2 separate regions of the Sus scrofa genome follow, and region 2 is linked to region 1. A link is a contact called in public Hi-C data. All regions are on one chromosome and are shown on one strand. Each heading gives the region's core, a stretch centred on a gene start, on an enhancer-like site or on the middle of the called end of the contact. The rest is flanking DNA. Distances are from core to core; before and after follow the strand shown. Region 1 overlaps ERBB4 (receptor tyrosine-protein kinase erbB-4). Region 2 holds the start of ERBB4 (receptor tyrosine-protein kinase erbB-4).

Evidence for each region. Hi-C and Micro-C count contacts between places; a contact is called where the count stands out from the background.
Region 2: a Hi-C map of skeletal muscle shows a contact between it and region 1, with 9 times the contacts expected there. The contact joins the promoter of ERBB4 here to the enhancer-like site in region 1. A contact is called at or near these places in 4 of 47 Hi-C or Micro-C datasets (fetal heart ventricle, heart right ventricle and skeletal muscle) and 1 of 2 datasets of contacts at active chromatin or transcription factors (skeletal muscle).

What each region holds. Positions count from the first base shown.
Region 1 is chr15:114,445,919-114,449,716 of Sscrofa11.1, forward strand. The region is part of intron 3 of ERBB4 (receptor tyrosine-protein kinase erbB-4); the gene reads right to left. Among named protein-coding and RNA genes, the nearest start is that of ERBB4, 650 kb to the right of the region's middle. Within about 2 kb of position 2,158, at least 6 of the 83 cell types and tissues checked have an H3K27ac peak or open chromatin away from gene starts, as enhancers often do. A contact at or near this core is called in skeletal muscle, where this site is marked.
Region 2 is chr15:115,094,938-115,098,735 of Sscrofa11.1, forward strand. It overlaps ERBB4 (receptor tyrosine-protein kinase erbB-4), which reads right to left and starts at 2,047. Exons shown (of 29, transcript XM_021075968.1): 1 at 1,348-2,047. The coding sequence starts at 1,429.

The sequences.
Region 1 (3,798 bases), core at 908-3,407:
TTGGCATTTCTTTTATATTTAATTTGTGCCTTTAGCACAGAAGAATTAGGAAAATTACCTGGAGTTCACTGCCACAAATGATATTACAGAGGCATAATAGATTTTTTTCAAGTGCCTATAGATTACAAATTTAAGATACTATGTATCTGACAAAAGTAATTTGTAAAAGAGCATTTCTAAAACTATTTATCTGACATCTATTCAGAAAGCATTTTCTGCACTGAAATTACAATGACCGTAGAAATTTCCTAACCTTTCATGACACAGTGACTTAAAAATCCATTAAAGATTTTTTTTAAAAATGCACTACTTGACTTTTCTGTAATTCTAAGAGCAAACAGCTATCTAACATTTTCAGGATCATTAAATTAAAAATGATAAGGAAAGAAAATCATTAACTAATTTATATTTCTCTTCTAATGGGAATAGAATTGGTAATTACTTTTGCTGGTGAAACATCCTGTAGTCAGTCACTTGTGTCCAAATCACATGCTTATCGTTCAAGGTATGGGGCCTCCTGAACTTAAATTACAAAATCTCACAGTCGTGCTTACAGACGATATTAACATAAGTGAAATAGAATCCTCAGGCTTCACCATCCAAACTTTTGTTCTGAAATTTCCCTTTCCTATGCTGCATTTACTTTTTTACTTTTTATAAACTTTGATCTTGTTTAGCCCTGTACCTTACACAACACAATGAATATTTACTAAATTAATACGTGAATCAATTTGGTCATTTGAAGAAAAAAGCTATGAGAAGCAAGGCAAAACCTTGTATGGTCAAGATTCATGGAAGTTATAATGATCAGCAATTTTGCAATTTGAAGTTTTATCCTCATGGGACAACTTATAAGCACACAAAGAGTTAATTCCTTTTGCATTTGACCTGCTGTCTTTGTTAAAACTACCTTAGTATCTATGGTTTGAATTTTTTGAAGCTACCTTCATTTCATCCACCTATTTCCCTGATGGTATTAGTGGTCTATCTAGGAGTCGAACTGGAGCTATAACTGCTGGCCACAGCCCCAGCCACAGCAATGTGGCATCTAACCTGCGTCTGCAACCTACACTGCAGCTCATGGCAACACTGGATCCTTAACCCACTGAGTGAGGCCAAGGATCAAACCCACATCCTCATGGATACTAGTCAGATTGGTTTCCACTGAGCCACCATGGGAACTCCCTTACCTGCCTTCTTATGGTCATATTTATTTCAGCTCTAAAATTATATTTTAAATCCAGACAATATATCTGTCAGTAACATTTTGTATGACATTAATAGTTTTCTAAAAAAGTTAATGTGAAGAGCAAGTTAACAGATTGTTACCTTTAGATAGAAGTTATAAAACCAACCACGAAGCAGTTTATAGAATTTAAAAATATACATCCATACCAAAAAAAAACCTGTCAAATTACACAGGATAGCTTTCTAGCACTATTTAAATTTGATTTAAAAATTATCTGAATTGTCACTGATATGTGTTATTATAAATTATATACTGTAGAATACATTTTTAAGAAGGGCCCAAGAGCAGAATGATCATTTACCTATGGGATTTCTTAATATAAAAGGCAATATACCTGATAACTTGAATTTACCTCATGTCATCATTTATTTTTCTTAATTATAGATTGTTATATCCTTGAAAATAGTAATAGGATATAATGAGAGTGATTATTGGCAAGTCTAATATATTTGGCTTGATTGACGCCAATCAAATGCTACTGGTGAAAATTACTCTTTAAGAATTAGGTAAACAGAAATGTGAACTTACTTATAAATTTATCTTGTCAAACTCAAGTAAACTTAGCCCTTTGAAGCTACCTTATACTCTGTTAAAACCAGAGTATAATTTACACTCTTTCATCAGCAGACAAGGTGTCCTATGCCTAGTCTTACAGAAGGGGCTGCTCTGCACACACTAATGGGAGGCCTCCGCTGTCCATCACAGGAGGTGTTCCAAATAGAAACACTCAGGAGCATCCTGAAACTGTAAACTGATCCCTAAACACGAGGCCCACTTATGAAGGAGAATGTTAAAAAAGTTAGTGGCTCTTGCATGTTCAATTAGAAATTCTCCTCATACTAGCTGGGATTTCAGAGTACATCAACACAGAGAAAGCAGTTGTTCCCAGATCTTAAAATAGCACAGAGTGAACATTTAACCTTTCTGCTGCCCAGTCAGGGTCTAATTACCACTTTATGTTTAAACACACACATACACGCACATGCATACACATACTTTTTTTCATTTTTCATTTCTCATAATGGAATAGAACATAGATGGAAATAAAACACTTCCTTTGATCTTTAAAAGTGGGAAGATAGACAAAAAGATACTTGCAAGAATTTAAAAAAATGATGTCAACCAGTCAACTCAAATTTTCTGTTAAAGTATTAGTCCTTGAAAGTGACTCTATTTTAAAGTACTCATCCTTTAGTAAAAAATTTGATGCCTCTTTTTATTATTCATGATGAGGGACAATTATATCTTCTAATCTGGATGCTATATTTAGCCACTTACTAATGCTCTAGAGAGGTCATGAACTCTTGGGGAACTTAGAATAACTGTACCTCCCCAAGATTTGTCACATGTCCGTTGTTTATAAGTAACCTAGTTTATTTACTAGATACTGTCACTGTCTCCTCCTAGCATTATAAATACTCATTACTGAAGTTTAATCAGTAGGATTGCCCTAAATATAGGAGCATGTTCTGTTTTCCTGAAGAACACTTACAGACCTAAAACCCTCTCCATTTCAAAGTTATATATGGTTTCCCCTCCAAATCCTGGGGTTCGGCATCAGCAGATTTACAGATTTTCCACTGTACCTAAACCAGTCTAAATTAAAACTTAGTAGAACACCAGAGGTACTAAAACTGTTATCTGAAAGGTGAGCTATGTATTGCTATTATAGGGCCGTTCCAAAAAAAAAAAAAAAAAAAAAGTTTTCTTGCTTTCTTACTTAATGGTGGATTGCAGGGTACTTTGAAGGCCATCTCCTGAAACAGGAGTGGTGACTGAGTTAATTCCATATCAGAAAAACCAATATGAATTGAAAATATTCTGAAAAAAAAAAAGTCCCAAAAAGGAAAACTTAAATTTTCCAGGGCACCAGTAAGTATTTGCATGGCATTTACATTATATTATATCTATTCACATAACATTTATGTTGTATTAGGTATTGCACATAATTTAGAAATGATTGAAAGTATATGAAAGAATGTATGTAGGCTATATGCAAATACTGTACCATTTTACATTTGAGCATCTGAGGATTTTTTGATATCCTTGAGCTTCCTGGAACCAATACTCCACAGATAAGGACGTCCCAACTGTATTTGGATTCAAAAATATCTTCTAAGCCAACATCTAAAATCTGAACTGGAATAGCTGAACAATGAGCAAGTCTTTAAGTTTAATGTGATTATATTTACCCTTGCCACTGTGAATGGGATGAGAGAAAAACTTCGTTATTAAAAATCAAACAGCTGTTTCATTTTACACATATTATACACTATGAAATACTTTTTTACTTTGAAATGAACTTAGATTTCTTTTTTTTATTTGCACAAGCAAATGGGTTGCAATAGTAATATAATATGCTGCTCTAATGGAGTGGAAAGGTCAAGTTCTTGATGCCAAAAACCCAGAGTATGTGATTTTTATTTTTCTTTATATATTTATTTGCATATTTAATTATTTTTCTTTTTAGGGCAGTAACTGCAGCACATGGAATTTCCCAGGCTAAGGGTTGCAGCAACACCAGATATAAGCCTCATCTGTGATCTACA
Region 2 (3,798 bases), core at 797-3,296, 650 kb after region 1:
CGCGCTGCTTTCTTGGTGAGGTCAGAAGGACACCCTCCAGGGGGCCTGAAGCTCTCCCCTCTCCACACTCCCTGGGGCTTTATCTTCTCTAGCTGCCTCCCACGCTCCCACGACCAGCCCGGGATGGCTCCGGAAATCTTCCCGGCTCTCCAAAAGGCCCCCTTTGGCCGCGTCAGTCACCGGTTTTCCTCAGACCTTTCCTGTCCCACTTTCATCCCCAGGAAACTCAAGTATCAGAAACTTTGTGCTCCCTCGCACTGCAGGTGCTGTCATTGGCCCCACCGGCCGCGGCGCTCCAGCCCCACCGCCCTGCCTCTCGGGGGTTAGTTAGCCCTTTGCCCGGCTGGGGCCCCGGGGTGCGTGCTCCCTGGCCCACAGCGGCCGCGCACCCCGAGCAGCCGCGCCCGCCTCTGGTTTAATCGACTCGCGTGACTGGTCGGTTCGGCAGCCCCGCCGGGCAGTAAACACAGAAGTTGGAGGGACTCCGGCCAATCGCAAGTTGAACTACAGGAAGAACTCTTCCTGAAGCCAAACACTGAAACCGACGGGAAGGCCGGGCTGCCGGCTCAAGTGTGTCAAGCCTTTTTTTTTTTTTTTTTTTTTTTTTTTCCAAATAAGAGGTCGGGCAGGCGGGCAAGCTAGCTCCCTTCTAGTCAATGGGGCGAAGGCTGGGGACGCCGGCAGAGGAAGCCTAACGTTCTGGGCCCCCGGGCCCAGGCGCATCCTCCCTCCGCGCTCCCGCTCCCAGGCTGGGCTCGAGTCGGGTCTGACCCCGCAGGCTCGGGCGACCGCCGGTGCAGCGGCCCTGCGCAGCACACACAGGTGCAACGCCCGCTCCCAGGGCTCCTCTCTCCAAGCCCACCGGCTCGCCGGAACCCAGCTGGCAGCGCCCCAGGACCCCCGTCCTTCCGCAGGCCCCGGCGAGAAGCGCTTCCCCCAGGCTTCTTCCCTCGGGGGCCCAGACCCGGAGAGGAGCGTCTCCTCTGACTCCAGCTTTGAGTCTCCCACGTCCCGCACAACAGGCGCCACCAGCAGGGATCCCGGTTAGGGAGGCTCACAGAAGACGCGCGAGAAAGGGGGTGAAGGAAAGAGAAAAGGGACGGAGCAAAGGGGCGCAGAGTGATTTTTCACGGTAAATAAAACACTGGCACACGCAGAGGGTAAGTTTGGGGAGAGAATGAGGGGCGAGCGAAAACCCAAGGAAGAGGAGCAGGTGGAGTGGTCCCTCCACGCGCGGGAGCGAGCGGGTCTCCGGCTGGGCGACGCGGTCTAGGGAGCCAGCCGACGCAGCCCAGCTGGCCCGAGCAGGTTCAACCACTGGAGCGCGAGACGGACCGCGCGACCCACCTGACTGAGAAGCGCTGGGCTGGACGGTCCCCGCCGCCACGAGAAGGCTCATCCAGCCCCACAGTCCTGTCGCCAGCTTCATTTTTTGGAAGTCTCAGATCCCGTGCTGACAATTACATGTCCAAATGGCATATCCACTTTCGGGCACGCGGAGGAGATCCATCAGCCGGGCACGCGTGGGGGCGCGAAGGGGGGCTGGTGCGCTCGGTGCACCCGCTCCGAGTCCGCGCCCGCGGGTCCAGGGCCCGGGCCCCAAGAGCAAGAGAGGGTGCGCGTGAGGGTGAGCGCGGGTGGGAGTGTGCTCGAGTGTGTGCGCCGTGCTCCTGGCCGGGGACCGGGCAGCTATTTCCCTGTGGGAGCCTTCGCGTTCTCGCTCCCTCCTCACTTTCTCACTCTCTCTCTCTCACTGGTTGGTCAACAATAAAAAGGAAGGGTTCGGAAAAGGGTTTCCAAAAAAAGTTGATTGCAAAGAGGCGGTAGGTTTCCGGCCTCTCCCCCCAGCCGGTCTCTGTTCAGCTCCCTTTTCAGTTTCCTTGCACCTCCAGTCCAAATTGGGAGGAAAGGGAGGGGTGGAGGGGGGGAAGCTTCTTGCTTTACCCCCGGTCCTGTCCTTCTTTTTTCCTGTCAGCTTTCCTCACACTTGTCCGGCGGCTGCGGTAATTAAGCCTCCGAGCGTCATTTCCAACGCTCCGCGGTCTCCAGCTGCAGCCCCACTGAGAAATTAATAAGACTCCGAGAGAAAAAGAAAAAAAAGAAAGAAAAAAAAAAAAGGTGGTGAGGGTGGGTGGATAAAACAACCCTCCACGCAACCAGGCTGGCTCTGCTCAGCCGCGGAAACCCCGCCCCCGCTCTGACCCAACTAGCCACGCCTCCCCCCAAAGAGAAACCTTATTGGTTCTGCCACTCCCCAAAATCGTGGCCCTCAGGAGTTGGGAAAACACCTGTCGGGGAGCGGGAGCGTAGTAGTGGGGGCGGGGGAAGCTACATTTAAAGGGCTCACCCGAGGCCAGAGACTGAAACAGAAGTCTGGGACAGCTGGCCCTCAGACTGCGCAGACCACCGGAGGGCTGCTTACAGAAAAGTCACTCTTTTCTCCATTGTCCCACGGTGCTCATCCATATACTGGACTTGCCCTAGAAACAGAAGAAAAGAAAACGTTGCTTCACTTCAGTCTGAAAGCCTACCCCCTCATTCCAACCCCCTCATGCTTCACGCTCAGAAAGTCGTTTAAAAGCTAGTTCAGTAATTGATAGCATCTGCAGATTAGATACACCTGGGGATCTAAACGCCCATCTTTCCCCAGCTACACTTTCACATCATTCCGACCCTCCCAAACTGACCACCGACACTGAGTGAAACTAAAATTTCACATTTATTGAGCTTTATCCTTAGATTTTAGGTCTGAATGGCCTTTTCATCTTTCCTTTGGACAACCTGGTTTGGGGTTCATTCTAATCAAACAGATTCTAGTCCAAAGCTACTGACTTGGTTCTAAAGGGCTAGACTGCTCAGTCTGAAATAATTTAAGAAGGCAATGTCAGAACACAACCTCAAACGATGAGGCTTATCCTACAGCTGATCCAGCTTTGGGCCCCTTCTTACTCTGCCAATTTATGCTTCCCCAAAACAGAGGTCATTGCTAGCTATGGGAGTTTTTGGGCTCTTCTTGGTCCAAAATATCTGGGATTGGGTCATATCAGTGTGGGTATTCCCTGCCTTCTACAGCTCTGAAACTGTACCCTGGGCAGAGGCCAGAACCTCCTGAGGGTAGGAAGTTATTGGTTTGTTATTTGCACAGACATTCTTTGTATGAATTATTGTCCATTTTCAATTTCTCTAGAAGCAGTAAATACATAAATAAAAAGTATCAGGGGAGCTTAAATATTAAGCCACCCTGCCTCCTCACTCATCATTTGAGACCTTCCTATTCCTCCTCCACATCTTTTATCTGTAGCCTTGTCCCTTAAGAATTTCCATGGAGCTGACAACAGACAGAAACAGCAGCTTCATCCCAGAGGCCTGGAGCCTTCACATTCTTAGGCCTACAGCAACTAACATGCACAGAGAGGAGTCCAAACAAGTTGAATATGCTGCTTTCCCAGAAGCATTGTAGGGCCAGAAGAAACTAAGCCTGGAGCAGATGATGGTGACTTCACCAGAACGGTAAAGATTGCAGCAGAAGTATACACACTGCTCTTTGCTGTCTGTTTTTATCACCGTTCCCCCCCATATTTTCTTTCATTCAATCTCTTTCCACTCCCCTTTCCGTAAATCCTCTTCTGCTTCTTATGATGATTCTCAAACACCTCTCTTTCATGAAAGTTATTTCTTTTAAAAACTGCTATTTTGTTCCCAGAAAAACTTAAATGATTTTTTAAAAAAGTATTGCTTTCAGAAAAGTTAAAATTTGTGGGAGTTTCCACTGAGGCTCAGAAGTAACAAACCCAACTA